Regions from separate parts of the Sus scrofa genome. Here region 1 is linked to region 2. Evidence: chromatin contacts called from public promoter capture Hi-C data. All regions are on one chromosome and are shown on one strand. Each heading gives the region's core, a stretch centred on a gene start, on an enhancer-like site or on the middle of the called end of the contact. The rest is flanking DNA. Distances are from core to core; before and after follow the strand shown.

Region 1 (6,518 bases), core at 3,882-6,381, 100 kb before region 2:
GGAAAACTTGAGCTAAATTAATTTTATATCAGGATAAAAGTAATATATGTACCATGGAGAATCACACCTTTGAACGATAAAGGAAAAAACTCCAACCTGTACAAATGAGGAAATGGTTGAACAAATTATATCAAGCGAATGACTAAAAAATAATATCTTTCAAGAATATTAGGGAGTTCCCATCGTGGCTCAGTGGTTAACAAATCCGGCTAGGAACCATGAGGTTGAGGGTTCGATCCCTGGCCTTGCTCAGTGGGTTAAGGATCTGGCGTTGCTATGAGCTGTGGTGTTGGTTGCAGACTCAGCTCGGATCCCGAGTTGCTGTGGCCGTGGTGTAGGCCGGGGGCTACAGCTCCAATTAGACCCCTAGCTTGGGAACCTCCATATGCCATGGGTGAGGCCCTAGAAAAGGCAAAAAGGCAAAAATACAAAAAAAAAAAAAAAAAAAAAAGAATATTAAGTGATCTAGACAAATCCAAATGAAGTGGTTGGGGAAAATAAAATAATGTCTATTTATGGTATAAACACTTCAAATAAATTACAAAATTATGTTATAAATAATATTTAAATATACAAAAAAAGAGAAAAATTACAGATGGAGAAAAAGACCAGAGGGAGGGAGACACACAAAAATGTTAGTAGTAGTTTTCCTGAATATTGCTAGATTTTTTTCTTTTCATCTCCATTTCTCTATTTTTCTAGTTTTCCCAGTGAGTCTCTTTAACTCTTTTCATGAAAGTTCATTTTAAAGAAATAAATGAACCCCGCATCATGTTTTCTCCACATACCAATGCATCCCCTGCAAATGCTAGTGTGAAATGTCTTACCCAGGAAAGATGCAAGGATCTGAAGCCATGTCTCAAAGCCCAGAAGCTCCCTCTGAACAGCTGAGACCAGCCATGCGGAGGAGAAGCTGATGGAGACTGGGAGTGACCCTAGTACTCCCTGCTCAGCACTTTCATTCATTCATTATCCAATATTTATTGAGGGCCCACTCAGTCCTGGGCTCCAGGAACCCAAAGCCAATCAGTCCCTGCCTGTGTCTGCTCCGGCTGCCACTGGGAAGCTTTTTCATTTTTAATAGCTGCACCCGCAGCATATGGAAGTTCCCAGGCCAGGGATCAAATTGGAGCCACGGCTGTGACCTATGCTGCTGCTTGTGGCCATGCCAGATCCTTAACCCCCTGAGCGAGGCCAGGGATTGAAACCTCATACTCACAGAGACAACATCGGGTCCTTAATCCACGGAGCCACAATAGGGCTTGGGTGGAAATGATGCCTGGGGCAGCGCCCCCTGTCACTATGGTTACACTGACTTCTCTGAGCCTCAGCTGCCTTGCCTGCAGGGCTGTTGTCTGGACTCTCCTCCCCTCATTCCCCTGGGCTGTGCCAGCCCATTCTGTGGCTATAATCAGAGCTCTCCACTAGGGGGCCTCCGTTCAGACTTTAGTCAGAACAATACAAGGATAATGGGGCGGGGGGACCCAGTCCCTTTCCCCTGAGAACCCCCACACACCTGGTGCCCCAGCTATCTCTCCCATGGTCACCTCAGCCCAATTCAGCGCCAAAGAGAAAAAAAAAGGAAAGCTCTCCGCTGCATGACTCTAGGGAGCCAGGCATCACCACCCCACCAGCACACCCAGATCCAGAGGTCCTTGGTAGTGACTGCAATGACAAATGCTGTCACTTTGCTGGCAATGTATTCCCTGCCAGGCATTGTGTTGGAGGCTCTGCTCAAATCCTCCTCTCGGTCTTGGCTCACTCCCATGTGTTGTGCTTTTTCTGCACTTCCTCGGTCTGCGTTTTTCTTTCTGGCCCTGATTTATTATTCACTCGGGTATTTACTGATTACCTACTCAGCACTAGATGCTTTTCAGAACTTTGAACTAAATCAATGAGCAAAACAGGCAAAGATCCCCGTCTTCATTCACATAGCTTAGATTTTAATGGAAAGGGGCAGATTGAAAAATGTCTAAGTAGGAGTTCCCATCGTGGCTCAGTGGTTAACGAATCCGACTAGCAACCATGAGGTTGCGGGTTCGACCCCTGGCCTCACTCAGTGGGTCGGGGATCCGGCGTTGCCGTGAGCTGTGGTGTAGGTCACAGACGCAGCTTGGATCTGGTGTTGCTGTGGCTGTGGGGTAGGCTGGCAGCTGTAGCTCCAATTCGACCCCTAGCCTGGGAACCTCCACATGCCGAGGGTATGGGCTTAAAAAGACCAAAAAAAAAAAAAAAAAAAAAAAAAAGGAAAAGAAAAATGTCTAAGTAAATTCTATATTATGTTAGAAAGCAATGAGTATTTAGGAAAAATAGTACTGTGTATAGACAGGGAGGGCCAACCAGTTCAGAGGTGAGTTGCCATTTGAAGCAGGTGGTCTAGACGACAAAGAAGGTGACCAAAATCTTTGGCAAATCTTTGAAGGAGGAGAGGGGTTCTCCATAGACATCAGGGGAAAGTAGTCTGAGAAGAAACAGCAATAGCAAAGGTCCTGGGGCAGAACGTGCCTTCAGGGAATAGCAAGGAGGTCCGTGGGGCTGTTTGTATGGGGTAAGTGGCCAGGACATCCAGCTCGAGAGGCCTGGAGGGTGTGAAGCCACATGGGGCTTTGCATAATGTGGTAAACGCCTTGGCAGTCCTTTGGCATGAAATTGGGATTCACTGGAGGGCTGAGGGTGTAACTCAGTCTGACTTCTGACCTCCCGTGAACCATCTCTAAAATGAACTTAATCATTGTCCATGTTATTAGTGGTCTTAACCTTCACCTCTGGGTCCATCCGAGAGCAGCAGGCACTAAATATTTCTGTTGACAAATTGATAAGGACAGGTAGTTACAGAGAGGGTGTGAGCCATGGGTTATCTGGGAGAACTTGGCTCCAGAACTTCTTTCTTTCTTTTTTTTGTTTTTTGTTTTTTGTTTTGTTTTTTTGGCTTTTTAGGAGCAGCACATGTGGCATATGGAAGTTCCCAGGCTAAGGATCGAATCGGAGCTGTAGCCACCGGCCTACACCAGAGCCACAGCAACGCAGGATCCGAGCCACGTCTGCGACCTACACCACAGGTCACGGCAATACCGGGTCTTTAACCCACTGAATGAGGCCAGGAATCGAACCCGCGTCCTCATGGATCCTAACTGGGTTCATTAACCGTTGGGCCACAAAGGGAACTCCCGGCTCCAGAACTTCTAAACAAAGTGAGGCCATGGGTCGTTTTGCCTCCATTTCTGGAAGAACACATGGTTCATAGGTTCCCTTCTATTGATGGGACCCTAATTCCCAGGATCAGGACTCTCATTCTTCAAATCCACTGCATCCAGGTGATGAGCAGGAATGGTTAATGACCTCAGGCCCTCTGTCCATGCTGATGTGTGAATTTAAGTCCAAAGACCACCTCCTCCAAGTCTCTCCCGCTTGATTTAGAGTCTACGTGGAATGACTATGTGGAATGCATTTCGTTTATTTTTAACCATGAAAACTTGTTTGTTTGTTTGTTGTTTGTTTTTTGTCTTTTCTAGGGCCGCACCCACAGCATATGGAGGCTCCCAGGCTAGGAGTTGAATCGGAGCTGCAGCTACCAGCCTACACCACAGCCACAGCAACATGGGATCTGAGCCATGTCTGTGACCTACACCGCAGCTCACGGCAACACCGGATCCTTAACCCACTGAGCAAGGCCAGGGATCGCACCCACGACCTCATGGTTCCTAGTCAGGTTCTTTTCAGCTGCGCCACAATGGGAACTCCCATAAACATTCCTTTTCCCGTACGATCTTCCAAGAAATGGATAAATAATGAGGTCCCACTGTACAGAAGAGAGATTCAACTATTTCTTAAACAGAGCCTTCGCAGAGACAGCAACTCGGGCAACTTCTTCTACGAGATCAAGGTCTCCCCTCTGGATGTTCTCACGCTCTTGTAGGAGGGCTTGTCCAGCCCTTCTCACGGTCTTGGTGCTCTGAAGCCTCTCTGTCTGTAGGTAGTGAGTGTACAGAGCAGCGACAGCAAGAGGGATTTAGGGCAGACACTGGGGAGAACTTCCTGGAAGAGACATTCAGAAACACCCCATTGCGGGGGTATTTAAGAAAGGATCCATACCCTCAGGGCTGGAGAGGCAGGTGGTAGAATTCTGTGAATTTTCCCAGAAAGAGTAAAGAATCCCTCCCAGGGAAGGGCAGCTGCTCTGCATAAACAGGTTTCTTCGAGCATATGATTTCTAGGGTTGGCCCAAGAAAAGCAAATTGCTTTGGATATCCTCTCCAGGTATATCTCCTCTCTTCTCTCCCCGGACCTCGGATGCTGGCGTCTAGGTTCTCTTAGCCCCTCTGGCTCCCCTGCATGTCTCCTCTGGGTCCCTGTCTCTTGTGGTCCTTAGCTATTGCCGGGTAACTGGCATTCTCATCTTGCCCCTGGCCTGAGACATCTGCATTTAGGGACCCGTTGTCCCAGTCTGTCATGGGGCCCTTGTAGCAGATAGGTAGCTGATGGTCAGTCCATTGAAGGAAGAGCCCTGAAAGTGGACACGGGGTACAGAGGAATACGGGAGGAGCTCTGTGGCTTCGGGGGCACTTTCCTTATCTGGGAGGATGGAGCTATTTCCCCTTTGGGTAGGTATTCCTGGAACGTTGTTGGCATCAGTGGCTCAGAGCCCTCTGATCCCCAGCTCTAGTCCTGGGACCCGAGGAGCCTCTAGAAGTCGGCAGCAGCATCGTGAACCATTCTTCTGGAGGTGAGGATTCCAGGCAGAGGCCTGAGACTGATTGTCCCTGTGACCGTGAGCAAGTTGCTGTTCCACACTGAATTTTTACACTATCCACTCAATGATCTGAAAAGGTCTTAGTTTTTCTGACTCTCCAACTCAAACATCAGAACTATCGTGGACTAAAGGAAGTGAACCAATGTATGTAGGTCCATGTGCGCTGCTTTCGCTTCCCGGACGGAGCAAGAACCTGCTCCAGGTCTTACATGTAAATCTCTTTTTCAGGCCCCTAGGTTAGAGGAACAGTTCTGCTGGCCTCAGGGCTGCAGGGCTGTGCAATCCCTAGGCACAGCTAAGAAAAGGACTGATGTTTTTCCAAGTGACACTCCGGGGTGGCCCACGGTTAATGATTAGCGTCCCCTCTTCCAAGGCCACAAAGGTTCCGGGGCTGTCCGCTTAACTAGCAGTGCCCTCTTCCAAGGCCACAGGGATTCTGGAGCTGGCTGCTCAGGACCTCTCCTGAGACCAAGAGATCTCCTGAGACCAAGATCCTCCTGAACAGACTTGGCAGGTGAGCAAGCTGTGACGGATGGACAGATGGGGACATGCCTCAGGAGGGCACTAGCCAACCTTTGGAAGTCAGCGCTAGCTAGGAGAGGGAAAATCTGAGGGGAAAATCAGTCCCGAATCTCTAGGGGTGAAGAAAGTGAGCATCTGCCAGGTCTTTGTGAGGAGGCAGCAGTGGACAAAGGAAAAATGTTAGGGTTAGGGTTAGGGTTGGGGTTAGCACAGCAAAAAGAAGGGACTGGGGTGGCTGAGAAGGGCAGTCAAAATGGGATGCGGGGAGTTCCCGTCATGGCTCAGCGGTTAATGAATCTGACTGGCATCCATGAGGATGCAGGTTTGATCCCTGGCCTCGCTTAGTGGGTTAAGGATCTGGAGTTGCTGTGAGCTGGGGTGTGGGTCAGAGACGTGGCTCAGATCTGGCATTGCTGTGGCTGTGGTGTAGGCCGGCAGCTGTAGCTCCAATTAGACCCCTAGTCTGGGAACCTCCATATGCCACAGGTACAGCCCTAAAAAGCAAAAAAAAAAAAAAAAAAAAAAAAAGTGGGATGGGAGGTGGTGGTCAGGAAAGGCAGCCTCTCAGAGGAGATGAGCCCAGAAAAATAAGAAAGAGTTAGCCATGGAAAGAGAGCAAGACCAATAGGTACAAAGGCAGTAAATCATCTTTCCTAGGAGCTGGTAAGGACATTCTTCATTCCTTGTTCTTTTAGAAAATAGGAGAGGAGACAGGAGTTCATGGAGCAAGGGAAATGAATCCGTCTAGAATCCATGAGGGTATGGGTTCAATCCTAGGCCTCGCCCAGTAGGTCGGGGACCTGGTGTTGCCATGAGCTGTGGTATGGGTCACAGAGTCACAGACAAGGCTCAGATCCCGTGTTGCTGTGGCTGTGGTGTAGGCCAGCAGCTATAGCTCTGATTCGACCCCTAGCTTAGAAACTTCCATGTGCCACAGGTGCTGCCCTAAAAAGCTTGAGCATTCTGATTTCTTCTGCCCATGCAACAGGGGATGGAAATCTGGCCACGTGGCAGGACTCCTGGCTGGATTCCTTGAGGTCAAATCATTAGACTTCAATTCTGCAACCCCCATTCAGGTGTACAGGTTGGAACTCAGAGACCAGGAGTCTCTGATTAGTTTCCAAAGAGCCAATGCAGTTATAATTTCTAAATTGATTCTCTGGGTTAGGTCCTGTGTATGGCACAGTACTCAGGATCTCTCAGGCAGGGATCCATTGAAAGAACTAGATGCTGCGTGTGTTAGTCT
Region 2 (7,169 bases), core at 3,734-6,233:
GACATTTAATAAGAGCACTTTTTCCCCAAAGAAAATTCAATCTTGACTTTTAGTATCTAACTACCAAAAATCTCATACCCAACATATCAAAAACGGGTTTGATAGGACTGAAGAATATTTTAATATACTTGTTCAGCACTCAAAAACATAAGCCTTAGGAGTTCCCGTCGTGGCACAGTGGAAACGAATCTGACTAGGAACCATGAGGACGCAGGTTCGATCCCTGGCCTCGCTCAGTGGGTTAAGGATCCAGCATTGCTGTGAGCTGTGGTATGGGTCTCAGACGCGGCTCGGATCTGGGGTTGCCATGGCTCTGGTGTAGGCTGGCAGCTGCAGCACCGATTAGACCCCTAACCTAGGAATCTCTATATGCCGTGGGTGCAGCCCTAAAAAGACAAACAAAAATAAGCCTTAAATATTTTTTAAAAAAATCTTGAAAACAAGGATTCACCATGGCACGCCTATGTAAAATCACTAAGAGAAACATACCTGCCAATTCTTTGATAACTTCTTCTCTATTCATATGACTATTATTCCGAGATTTGTATACAATCTGAAATGTTCCTTTGTTTGGAGCTTTAAACCAAGGTTCCAAAAATGTTTCTGCGTATTTTTTCATATCTTCTAAGAAAGCCTTGCATGTGCCTGAGATGGGTAACATTCGTAGAATAACTCGAGTCTTCTTCTTCTTGGTTTTGTACATATCTTGGAGAATATGATGCACTAATTTCTCAGGTTCTAAAATCGAAAAGAAAAAAAAAAAAAAATCAGCAAGAACAAGTAAGTTTAAGAATGTAAGTTCTCAGGAGTTCCCGTCGGGCGCAGTGGTTAATGAATCTGACTAGGAACCATGAGGTTGTGGGTTCGATCCCTGGCCTTGCTCAGCGGGTTAAGGATCCGGGGTTGCTCAGTGGGGTTAAGGATCCGGCGTTGCCGTGAGCTGTGGTGTAGGCTGCAGACGAGGCTCAGATCCCGAGGTGCTGTGGCTGTGGGGTAGGCCGGCAGCTACAGCTCTGATTAGACCCCTAGCCTGGGAACCTCCATATGCCACAGGAGCAGTCCTAGAAAAGGCAAAAAGACAAAAAAAGACAAAAACAAAAACAAAAACAAAAACAAAAAAGTAAGTTCTCAGACGTTTTAAACTCTTCGAATTCTCTAAAATGACAGTTAATTGGCAGTGACACAAATCCACATAAAAGTAGAAAAAAATTATAATGAATCTTTTTTTTTGGTCTTTTGAACTTTTAGGGCCGAACCTGCAGCATATGGAGGTTCCCAGGCTAGGGGTCTAATCAGAGCTGTTGCCACTGGCCTATGCCAGAGCCACAGCAACTCCAGATCCAAGCCATGTCTGCAACCTACACCACAGCTCACGGCAACACCGGATCCTTAACCCACTGAGCAAGGCCAGAGATCGAACCCGCAATTTCATGGTTCCTAGTCAGATTCATTTCTGCTGCACCACAATGGGAACTCCTATAATGAATCTTAAATAAGTTTAACCCACCATTTTTTCCAACTACTATTTCTTTGGTGCCTACTATCTATTACTACTGTAAGTATATTTAACTGTGCTTTTACTGACAACAGTTGTTCATGAAGACACTGGAGTTAACTTATTTGGGAAGTCTAATCATTTAGCTCATAGTAATACCATGCCGTTGTTATCCTAAACAGCAGCAACTATCAAAGTAATCAATATTAAATAGTGCACGCTTTTTTACAAAAACAAAACAAAAACATGCAAGTCACTTAAGCAGACTTAATCAATACATTAGCTAAGTTTGTACAGAAGTCTAGATTTCCGACCTCAGAGGAGCGCCCAGAGCCATGAATTGCACAAGATCATAATGTAGTCCTTAGGGGGAATGCTGACTACATATAAGCCTGTTTGGGGCTGCTCAGTGCTTTCAATATTTTTTATTTTTATTTAAGAAAATTAAATGATTTTTATTTTTTCCATTATAGCTGGTTTACAGTGTTTTGTCAATTTTCTACTGTATGGCAAAGTGACCCAGTCATACATTCATATGCACATTCTTTTTTTCACATTATCCTCCCTGATGCTTCATCATAAGTGACCACAGTTTCTAGTGCTATGCAGCAGGATCTCATGGCTTATTCAGCCCAAAGGCAACAGTTTGCAACTATTTTTTTAAATAAGCAAACCTGGAGTTCCCGTCGTGGCGCAGTGGTTAACGAATCCGACTAGGAACCATGAGGTTGCGGGTTCGATCCCCAGCCTTGCTCAGTGGGTTAACGATCCGGCGTTGCCGTGAGCTGTGGTGTAGGTTGCAAACACGGCTCGGATCCCGCGTTGCTGTGGCTCTGGCGTAGGCTGGTGGCTACAGCTCCAATTCAACCCCTAGCCTGGGAACCTCCATATGCCGCGGGAGCGGCCCAAGAAATAGCAACAACAACAACAACAAAAAAAGACAAAAGACAAAAAAAAAAAAAAGCAAACCTAAAAACTTTTCCAGGAGTTCCCATTGTGGCACAGCAGAATCAAATCCGACTAGGAACTATGAGGTTATGGGTTCAATCCCTGGCCTCGCTCAGTCGGTTAAGGATCTGGCATTGCTGTGACCTATGGCATAGGTCGCAGACACAGCTTGGATCTGGCATTGCTGTGGCTGTGGCGCAGGCTGGCAGCTGTAACTCCAATTGGACCCCTAGCCTGAGAACCTCCATACGCCGCGGGTACGGCCCTAAAAAAGACGAAAAGACAAAATAAATAAACAAACAAATAAATAAATAAAAACTTTTCCAGGTTTCCAACTTCTTTTGAAAAAAAATCAGTAGATTTGGCTCTCCTAAGACTATATTCCCAAATGGCTGGAGCCATTCCAGATTGGCTGGGGTGAAGTGGCAGCTGCTCCTTTAGGCAGAACATGTACTCTTGTTTTGTCTAAAGTTACAGACAAAGGAAGTGGCAAAGCCAGATTTCCACTCCTAAGCCAAAGCTATTTCCACCACCCCTTTCTACCTCTCTATATGCCTGTGTTAACTGAGTGTAGAGGATGCAACCAAATGATCAACTGAGCCATATCCATGAAGCCATTTGTAGGCAGTGTTCTCTAAGACAGAAGTCCAGATATTATGGGATCAATAATCTTAAGGTGTATTAGTCAGACACACCTATGCCAAGAGTCCTGATGAAGACGACATTATTTGCTCCACTCTCCACTGACTGGAATCTTCTTAACCTCATCTCTGTGGATGCCTTAATGTCACCAACTTCTTTCTTCAAGGCAGCCTCCACATCATCATCGTCTTCTCCCTCACTCCCTGAGGGTTGCTGATCCTTGTCTGAAAACTGTTTGCATAAAACTAATGAGCAGAAATGCCACAACAGCCCGTGTTAAAACTGTCACTACTTCTATGAAACCCAGTGGCAGAGGACTCAATATTGACAAGAAAGCTCTTTATTAAGACATCACTCCTGCCAAAATGTGGAGGAAGAAAGGAGTTCCCTCAGACTGAGGTACATACAATTTGAAAACGCTTTCAAAACCCTGACAGTCTGGGACAGAGTGAAATGTGCTCACCAGATGAATCATTTCAGGGTGGACCTTAATCCCATCAAAAGATACCTTTGTGCCTGACATGACACCACACTTTCGTGAGATTAAACCAAATAGTTATGAAGTTAAAAATCCTTACTCCTGTTCTACTGTGGTATCCAGTACAGAAAAAGTTTGAGACCTTGCTCAAGGTATCAGTACAGACAAGACATACACTTATTGCCCAGTTCTCTGCCCCACTAACATGGTTGCCAATCAGGCACTAATGGTAATTTTACACATTTATGGAGCTTTTGTTGCATACCAGGATGTTATTTTGTGTCCATAAGCAACCTTTTAGCCAATCTTTCAAAGTCCTATCATTATTCTCTTTTTTATCTAGCTCAGCAGAATTAAATGACAAGCCCATCCAACTGAGCTAGTAAATGACAATCCTCTGAATTTTAACCCCCTCCCGTTTAATTCCTTGGGGTGTGCATGTGTGCATGGGTCCAAATCCTACGCCAATAATATTATTTCCAAACTGTGATGGGACAATTAGATTTTAGACGGTACTGTTACAAAAGTTTTTACTTTTTGAAATGTATTTTTATATCTATTTGAGAAGCAACTATTAGACTAGTACTAAAACCACTATTTCAGAGATGTTATTGCTGAAGACTAACACATTAGAACAGTCGCAATGTTTAAACGGTAGTAAGATAGCAGAAACCGTAAGGACGAATGAAGTTTGTGCCCTTGAGAACTTGAACCACCTAGAACCTAACCTACATGAACCTGTGTCCTCGTGAGCAATACTTCACGAGGTTACCGCGAGACGTACACGTTTCTGAAAGGTCTTCAGAAACAAAGTCTGAACCGCAAAAAGCAATCTATAAATTGGAGCCACCATCGTGATTAACGAAGAGGCGGGAAACGCCCAAAGCGCTAGAATTTGAAGCACAGGACCGGGTAGAGGTGGGGAACCGAGGCACCCTGGGGCTCCTAGGGGAACAGAGGCAAACCACGCCCCCTCATCGCTACGGGTGCGGCTAAACTCGCGCATGCGTATACAGGAGCTGGCCTGCCACCCTTTCCTCCTCCCTGAAAGGCCGCTTGGTCCGCCTGCTCTTCCCCGAGCCGGTACCTTTTCTGGCCCGTACATGTCGTCGCCGTATTCGTTGAGCAGACTGTAGGCCTCCTCCACACACTTGCGCTCATTCATGTTGCAGGTGATGAGAATGCCCTGTAGCCCCGGCTCCAACTGCCGGGGCCCGCCGCCTTCGCAGCGCCGAGCCCGCTTGGCCTGCAGGTACTGAGCCTTGCCCTTGCGCTTCCCGCCACCAGGCTGAAGAGGCTGCTGGACGGGGGCCGCCATAGTGCTTGAGAACTGAAGCAGGCGGGCAACGTGCTTCTCCGCGGGCCTGGCGCCCTCACCTCTGCAGGCGCGGGCTGCTTATGTCATGTGTGCGCGACGACCTCTAGAAGTCCTTCCGCCAAGCCTCCTTCCGACTACAGGGTCCTAAAGCCCGCGGCGGAAGGCTGCAGAGTGGTGGCGTGAGGTCCGTCCCCGGCGATGATTGACAGCTAGTCGCTTTCACCTCACCACCGGAAGGAGGTGATTTACTGGAGAAGTGGCCCGTCTCTGGTGACAGCGTATTCCTGCTGTCCAGATTCCAAAACTGGTGGTGGGGCGCTTTCTAGAACCTTGATGCTGGTTCCAGCCGCCTAGAGTCTCTTACCCTCCGTGGCACTTGTTCCTCCCGCCGTCGTTATAATTCTGTCAACTTCCCAAAAGCTTCCAATAAAATCCTTTCTAGCCTAAATTTGCCAGAACTTGTTTCCATATGACTTAGAACTAAGAATAGTGGTTTGTATAAGTGTTTCACACTGCTTTCTCTGTGCTTTTATCCGCAGCCTCAGCAACTATCATGATAATGTGTTATCTTTTTTAAACTGAAAAGATGCCACTTTTGAAGACTGTGTTCAGGAGGAATAAATGCTCCCTACTATTGACTGGGGGTGGGGGGAGCACAACCTAAAAGATGAGAATCATGCTTTATTATGCGGACAACACTCAGGTCTTAAGCCCAGGACACAGCCTATCTGATAACTCTAAGGACTGCTCCAAAGAGGTAAGAGAGGAGTCAGGATATATAGGAGTTTTTGCAACCAAGACCAGATAGTATGAACATCAAAAGATTATTTCTGGTTAAGGGATTTAGTGCTTTTCCATGTATGGGAAATGCAAGAGTCAGGGTTCACTGAAATCATTCCTTTGATATGCACCTCAGCTATCTAGGGCCAGTGTCCTGTGCTTTCTCATCCGGAGTCTCTTGAGGGTACACTGGGGGGGGGGGAGGAACAGGTGGGAGTTGGTGGCTACAGTGTCTGATGGTTTGATGGCTGGCATTCTGTTTCCATCCTGAGTTTCTTCAGGGCTCACCATCCAGTGGATGCAGTGGCTGATGGCTGCAAAGACCTTTGGTTAACAGCTATGGTGGGCAGCACTCACCCTCAACTACTGCTCCAGTACAAAAGTTGTTGCCAGATTTGAGTTCCCACAAATTCCAATGGAAGTAATCTGCAAAAGGGTCATTGAACTGAAAGTCATCTTTTATTCTAACCCCAGATTGACCATTATATCCAAAAATCTTATTTTTGGCTTTCACCTTTGCTTCCGCCTTTACTTTTCAAAATGTCATTGGTGGAGATTGTGCAGCATCTATTTCTGGAGGTCCTCAGTTGCTTGTGAAAAGAAGTCTCATTACACTGGCCTTGCTGTGGTGTCAGGAGGCACAGAGAGAGCTCGCTGAAATTGTTTAGTTTTTCTTTTCATCCTCAGTGCCTAGCATAGTGCCTAGCCCATAGTAGGTGCTCAAAGTTTTTCAACTGAATTCAGCTCCCAAAATGATCGATAAAGTGATAGCGAAACCGGACTGTGGGGCTCCTGGGTGCAAAAGCCTTTTTGTGTACCCCATTTCTTGTTCTTAGGAAATGAGTCTTACTCAGCTACCATGACCTTCCCTGAGTTCCTATAGGGACATGGTCAGATAGTTACTGATCAGGGAGGGGAGGAACAGTCAGGCAACTGTACAGCCTTGAGGCAGGATCCTGGTTCCCTCTCAAGGAATACACGTAATAATATAGGCATCTTATACACCCAAGAAAAAAGTTAGATCCCTATGCTTCTTTTAGAAATGAATACTTTAAAACTGAACAGCTTAGAGACTTTCCTTGTCCTTCTCCCTGGCTTAACTGCACCCTAAACACAATCACCTGTAAACAGGACTAACCTCTCCAGGAGCTCCATGGACACTTTCCCTCCATGTAAATGCATTACTTCCCCAGCCTCCCCAAAACCTGTGGTGTATGAAAATCATTAACTTCTTTATTTTTTCCTTTTCAGGGGCACACCCACGGCATATGGAAGTTCCCAGGCTAGGGGACCAATCGAAGCTCCAGCTGCCAGCCTACACCGCAGCCACAGCAAGGAAGGATCCAAGCCACGTCTGCAGCTTACGGCTGCAAGATCCACAGCCCACTGACCCACTGAGGCCAGAGACGGAACCTGAATCCTCACAGATCCTGGGTTCCTCACAGATCTGCTGAGTCATGACAGTAAGTCCAGTAACTCATTAATTATAAAAGGAACAGTCTCAGGGG

Evidence for each region. Promoter capture Hi-C pulls out the DNA fragments that hold promoters and counts their contacts.
Region 1: a contact with region 2 is called in a promoter capture Hi-C map of liver, with 5 times the contacts expected there. The contact joins the promoter of ACSM2B here to the promoter of THUMPD1 in region 2. A contact is called at or near these places in 1 of 5 promoter capture datasets (liver) and 2 of 47 Hi-C or Micro-C datasets (both in liver).

What each region holds. Positions count from the first base shown.
Region 1 is chr3:25,386,456-25,392,973 of Sscrofa11.1, reverse strand. ACSM2B (acyl-coenzyme A synthetase ACSM2B, mitochondrial) reads left to right here and starts at 5,131. Exons shown (of 14, transcript XM_003124561.6): 1 at 5,131-5,264.
Region 2 is chr3:25,283,832-25,291,000 of Sscrofa11.1, reverse strand. It overlaps THUMPD1 (THUMP domain containing 1), which reads right to left and starts at 4,983. Exons shown (of 5, transcript NM_001244282.1): 1 at 4,651-4,983; 2 at 3,139-3,316; 3 at 490-738. The coding sequence starts at 4,881. ACSM3 (acyl-coenzyme A synthetase ACSM3, mitochondrial) reads left to right here and starts at 6,938. Exons shown (of 14, transcript XM_021086514.1): 1 at 6,938-7,124.